Regions from separate parts of the Gasterosteus aculeatus genome. Here region 2 is linked to region 1. Evidence: chromatin contacts called from public Hi-C data. All regions are on one chromosome and are shown on one strand. The core of a region is the stretch at or near the end of the contact, and the rest is flanking DNA. Distances in the headings are between cores, read along the strand shown.

Region 1 (3,149 bases), core at 77-2,576:
CCGGTATTGTGCTATGAAACTGGAAATGTGAGACTCGGTAAAGGACGCAGGCAGCAGACCAATCACAGACTTGCGGGCTGCGTGAGGCTTGCGTAGCTTTTGACACTAGTCTACAAGCACACAAGGGGCTCTTGCGTGTGCGTGTGTGCCCGCGTTTCTCTAAAAACGCATGACCATTAGCTAGGCTTTACTGTTGGGAGCATTAGTCACTAAAAAGAAGTTACCAGGCCAGTGGGACAAGCTCCCACACGTGTAGGTATGACCGGCCTGGCAAAGCTCCGAAAAGCTCCTATTACAACAAAGTGACCTAATTATTCCTCCAGTATATCTGTACATAGACCACTTGTTCACTTCATCTAAACGTTATTTATGAATATATCAGCACATCTTAAGATGTTTGCCGCCAGGGCTGTTTATCCTATTTTTCTATCAAATTCGAGGAGGGGGATACACGAAATAAATACTCTTCCAGTGTATGTTACCGTGAGGCGTGTGGGTATTGTGACGTCCGACATCTCCACAGGGCGTGAACGCAGCATTGTTCTCCAGAATCACTGCGCCAGCTGGTGCCGCCCACACGCGCTGGACTCCTCCAGCGGGCGCAAGGTGAACGGAGGCGCACGAGCGGGCAGAGAGGAACCTCCGGACCCTACCGGGTCAATGCGGACCCCCTCCTGAAGGAATCCGCTTCTAATGGTCTACGCGGAGAATAGTAGACCCATGACGTCCGAACTATCTGCAGCCACGTTCCGACACAAACAAGATAATAATAATAAAATAAATGGGGTTTTTTCGGTACATTCTTTATGTCGCTACCTGTTAAGCGGTGCGAGAGACGGCGTTTCCAGGATGAGATGTGGAGCGCGCAGTGTATTGATATCACAAACAGCCTTCACTGGGAACCACTATTGACAACGAGCATTCACATCCACATGTTGCCCGCGCGCACGAGTCTTTTAGTCAAACGGCGCCGAATCGATCGAACGCGCTCGCTGTCAAACCGCCGCTCGAGACAAACCGCACGAATCCGACTGTACCCGAGCGAGTAAAGGAAACTCAAGAATCACGTGCACGTTGTGTTTTTATACCGACGTACCAAAATGATGCCCAATTAGAGGACCGTGTTCATATTAAAAGGGTGTCTGACTCGTTTTAAAGCGCCGCATGATTTGCAAATGGATAATTTACCTTTTCTCCAGAGTTGAAGTCAAGCAGCTTGGGTAGGGAGATGGCCAGCAGCACGCACAGGTAACACTTCCTACTCACCTGTTTGAGACAGTGTGCGCAGATGGGTGGAGGGGGAAGTGCTTCCCAGGTAAATTATCTCCTCCCACACAGCGACTGCGGGAGAACGAGAAGTCATCGGTGCAACGTGACAAAGGAAAGACGTGGGACTGCTTATTGTCCGGGGAGCCTGAAGGCCACACATTCTAAAACAAAGCCTATAAAATACATCCAATCACGTCTGCCCGCCTGCAATTTTTGTGGATGATCAGAGCTATTTATTTTTATTTTGTGTATCTGAAAATGACCAGGGCACTGATTTCAGCCAAGCTTACAGCCAAGTCTTCCCATTGCAGACCAACATTCCCAAACTGGCGTGTGTGGACTTGCAGTAGACGGCCAGGAAGCTCACAAACACACACACACCCCACCTCTAAACTCCCTATGGAGAAATGAATGGTTAAAAAAGGTTAAATAAGGACACACAATTTGCAGAAGGGCCAGACTGTCAATTCAAAATGCAAAGCGATCAATTTGGCAGCAAGCATACACGACTTGAGCAAACTTATCAAATAACAAAGTTCTCACCGAACATATCACACATTCAAAGTGTGCGGATCAGGTCACCTGAGGACACAATGTGGGACTTACCTTTATTACTTCTACAATATAGTGACAATGCGTGAGACGGCGATGAATTAGAACAGTATGTTAAAAGTTCAGAAGTCTCTCCTGATGGAAATGTACATATGGGTACAAAAATCAGACAGAGTCCCTGGGAGTTGGGGGGATGTACATGTTCATCAGACACAGCACTTGCCCCCTTTATGTGTGTGTCTGCCAGCGGTCCGTGTGGCTCTTTGTGGTAATTTGAGGTCATTGGACCATTGGTCTATGGTCATTTGATATCTCTTAGTGGTCATTTTGTATTTCTTTGTTGTTCTTATTGGTCCATTGTGTCCCTTTGTGGCAGTGTCTCCATGCATTCATTCTCTGTAGGTTTGTCATCATTTTGTGCATCTTGTAGTCATTTTCTCCTAGTGGCTGAGAGTCTTTGTGCCCCTTTTTTTGTTGTCTTGTGTACTTGTGAGTGATTATTTTAGACACCTTCGGGCCCTGTTTCTGTGCCCTATTCATCCATGGGTTACATTATTATTTCAACTTAAACAATGCCTTTTGTTTGTACCTAAATCTCCTTGTTTCACAACCCTGATCTCATTATAGTGTGCATTTCTGAAGCGTTTTGAGTAAAGCGGTGCTAGAGTCAGACAGGAGCTGAACTGTCCTCACGAGGTGTGCAAAGCCACAGGAACTCAAGTCAAGGCATGAAAGGCACCGTCAGGTGGATATCGAGTAAGGATCTAGTGTGGAATTTTGCATGTGCTTACAGTCAAATAAAGCAAATAAAAAGCTTTCCTGCAGGGCACTGAGGAGGCTCTTCCTGGAGGAGTGTGAATACGTTTGTCTCGCCGCTCACTTGCGAGGGGAACTCATGCGACTGCATCCATACGGTCTTGATCGATCCGTGCGTTCAACGTAAAGAGTGAATTTAAGAAAGGGAGAAAACCACAGGAGGGAAATCAGGAAGTTGGAAGTCTCGGACAACAGGTTCAGTGTGTGTTTTGACGCGCTCTGCCTGCTCCTGACACACAAACACGCACAAACAAATGAAAACAAAAGAGAACAACATTTCCCAAATTGGTGTCAGTATAGACACTTGTGTGGGCCTGTAATTCAGGCCTCCCCAGTGCAGCGGGTGCGTGCCAATGCAGCACTGGGGAAAGGATCGGTGCATTTGCATTAGCTCAGTAAACCTATTGTTTCTAACAAATACCAAGAGTTTCACAGCCCTGGGTGTTGTTATGCACACCACACCCAAACCTTTATACGGAACCATGAGAAGGGACTGCAATGACCAAAACACC
Region 2 (3,155 bases), core at 626-3,125, 46 kb before region 1:
GCTCTGTTGGGAGGAGAGGTAGGAAGCAGCGTGGGGCAATTGTGAGACGCAGCAGTCGGATTTACACTGAACGATTTTATGCTCCGCTGGTAGCACTTGCTTTTACACAATAAACACGAAACAGAAAGAACAGAGTGCCGAGCTTGAAGTAGCTTTAATCATCTCTCTCAGTTGTATCGTCATGAGCTTCTACCAGGCTCTCTATCATCTCCTTCCTTCAAGGGATGAAATGCTCAACAATATAGATCCAAAAAGGGCAATTACACATCCCCAACAGCCACGAGACGCCACCGGCCAAATTAAAAGCTGTAATCTGCTCAACTTCTATTAACGCACGCGTCCACAGGCTCGTACAGAAGTCTCCACTGCACATGAAGCTTGACCTATCCAAGGTTAGCACGTCACTCATTGATCAATAGACTGTGTGCTGGGAAATTAGATTAGACTTTTTCATTAAATCCGGGGTTAACCACAGTGTACTTCAACGTGGACAGATGAAGCAGGAGCAAAGACACAGGAGACCCTGAGTGCGTTTCATGTGACTTGGTGCATAGACGGTGATTATTAAAGCGGTTTTCTGTAAGTTTTCGCGGCCAAGGCTGTTCAAAAAGGCTGATATTCACTCAGGCTCTACTCTGAGGAAGGGTAGAAGACATACATCACTTCGAAGAAGACGAGGTTGATTTGCTGTGAGCAAAACATCAGAGCAGCAATAAGAGGACAACACTACAAACCTTGCGTAAAGCCAGTCGGTCATACAAGGGTTAAGGTGTGACAGGTTCTGGCATTCTCCTAAATTTCCATCTCCAATTAAACCCTTTACTGGATTCTACATGAAATCAATTGAATTTAATTGGCTTCTCGGTAGAACGCCCACGGTCGGTTGTGGATGAAACCAATGACAGATCTTACTCCGAGGGTTTGAGATGAAACCCTTGGAATAAAAAAAGGGTTCTTGGTACAAATGAGGGGTGGACAGGGTTCCTATTAGTAATCTTAGAAGGTTCTGAATAGATGGTCTCTGTAGAACCTCTCACAGGTAGGAATCTTGATAAAGGTTCTACCAGGAACAAAAGCCAAAGAACACTATATGGTTCTGTATGGTTCCCACATGTTTTAGCACCTTTGTCTTTTCAACTGTACAGGCGAAAATCCAAAATGAAATTAAAAACCGTGACTTGTATGTGTGGGGGTCTTGACTCACTCATCTCCATGTACTCGGGGCTGAGGCCAGTGAAGGGACCCAGCATGTGGTCTTTCTCGTGGCGCTGCAGCGTTTTGTTCACCTCTTCCTCCAAGTCAGACTTCCTCCTCCGGAGCAGTTTTTTTAGCTTCCTGTGTGGAAGCAAATCATATAAATCCCATTAAAAGTCAGAGGTGTTTCTGTCGTTCAGCCCAAGCTGATGGCAATGTGGTGGACAAAATAATAGAAACACCCCTCCCTTAAACAAAATAGTGAAATTAATTTGTACAACCTTTTTTATGAAATCAATTTGTGGGACTTCAGGGGGATATGTTTGATATTCTTCTTAGCGGGACATGCCGACTGAGGGAGGTGGCAGCAAAGAGTGGAAACCAAAGCAAAGGCAGAGAAAATGTCTGCAGCAGGGGGTTGTTCCAGTTCCCAGGTAAGTGTGTCTGAATAGCAGACGGGCTTTCCAATGAATCATCGGCGGCGCATGTATAAATGAGTAGGTGTCCATAATTCGATCTGTGACTCGCTGAACCCACGTACTGTTGTGTGTCAGCGTCATGGGGGTGGGGAAAGGGGGGGGGGGTGGGTGTACGTCGGAGCATGTTGCGTGTGCGCTCTTCACTCACGGTATGCCGATCTCAAACAGGTTGTTCTGGATGAGCTGCTTGCCCAGCATGGTGATGCACAACTGGATGCACAGCTCCATGAGGCAGCCTGCGTGGGCGCACTGCAGGGAAAGGACGTGAACATCTGTCAGAGAGTGAAGTCGAACATGAGGCAGTCGACTGCGGAGGGAGGGAGGGAGTTCTGAGAGTTGACAGTGCGTAAAGTAAGCAAGCAAGACAAAATAGATCAAAATTGCTGCTAGAACACCTTCTTTTCAGACCACATGATGTTGATCATCACATTTCATCAAGTTTCATAAATGCATCTGCGACGGTTCTGATGATATTGCGGTGAAACAATTCACAGAGAGACGTATGAAGACTAAAGTACTCGAGTCTGCCTCAGTGGTACAGTAGTTACTCCACATTCTGATAACATGACACGCATACTCACAAGGTGAAAACAATACCGGCTCTGCCTGGTTAGCTGTTAACTCATCCGACATTCAGTCAGGGAGCGGCTTCATGGGTCTCGGGCGGATCAGGAAGCTATCTGATCGCTTAAAAGCTAAGTGTAAATGCATCCAAGAAGCATTCAAGGCAGATTGAAATTTGATTGTCCGAGCCGCCTCTGGAGGAAGTTATCCACTCGCCGTCAAATGTTCTTAATACACCAACGGCCAGAGCTCCACTGAAACCGACCTTTCTCCCTCTATCTTATTAAAGTCGTTATTTCTACCAATACATCTGATCAGCTCAACCCTGAATGATCTGCGTGGGTGAGGTTAGGGTTGTACTGAGTACGTATTAAAGCTTGATCTACGTTCTTACTCTGAGCCAAAGAGCTCTGGGGGACATGATCCTTCATTGCCAAGAACACAAAATGTTGTTTATTTTCATTCAATTCCACAAGCACAGTCTGCCACGAATACGCACCAGAGCACAAGTGCGGATTGCTCCCCTGCTGAAACCAGTGCCCTACTAATGCACGATTTCCTCCTAGTGGAGCGACATCTAAAGTGTATAATAAAGTCAATGCCTTCAACAGGAACCAAAAAAAAGACACAAAATAAGTGTGTGTTCAGTGTTAATTACCTCTTCCATTCTGTACGAGCCGACCACGTACAGGTAGCTTCCGGGCCGCCCAACAAGCCTGTGAAACAAACACGACCATTACATGTTACACTTGAGAGGAAAGCCGCTGGCATACGGCAGTGGTTTTGGTCAAAAGTGTAGCAGACAATTGTTCAACACAGAAATTCACAAATAAACAAGAGCAGTGAGAAGTCCTGGTATTACCTGCCCCTGAAGAAGGCCAGATAGACGATGGGCGTGAACGCATTGACAAACTTCAG

What was found. A called contact is a pair of places that touch in the nucleus more often than the background predicts.
Region 2: a Hi-C map of whole body shows a contact between it and region 1, with 2.8 times the contacts expected there. The contact joins the enhancer-like site here to the promoter of ano1a in region 1. A contact is called at or near these places in 5 of 6 Hi-C or Micro-C datasets (liver, skeletal muscle, tail fin and 1 more).

Annotation. Positions count from the first base shown.
Region 1 is chr12:4,458,029-4,461,177 of fGasAcu3.hap1.1, reverse strand. ano1a (anoctamin 1, calcium activated chloride channel a) reads right to left here and starts at 1,326. Exons shown (of 25, transcript XM_078085281.1): 1 at 1,189-1,326.
Region 2 is chr12:4,504,836-4,507,990 of fGasAcu3.hap1.1, reverse strand. ano1a (anoctamin 1, calcium activated chloride channel a) reads right to left here. Exons shown (of 25, transcript XM_078085281.1): 17 at 3,100-3,155; 18 at 2,896-2,953; 19 at 1,822-1,922; 20 at 1,205-1,335. Among protein-coding and RNA genes, the nearest start is that of fadd, 11 kb to the left of the region's middle. Within about 2 kb of position 1,875, at least 3 of the 9 cell types and tissues checked have open chromatin away from gene starts, as enhancers often do.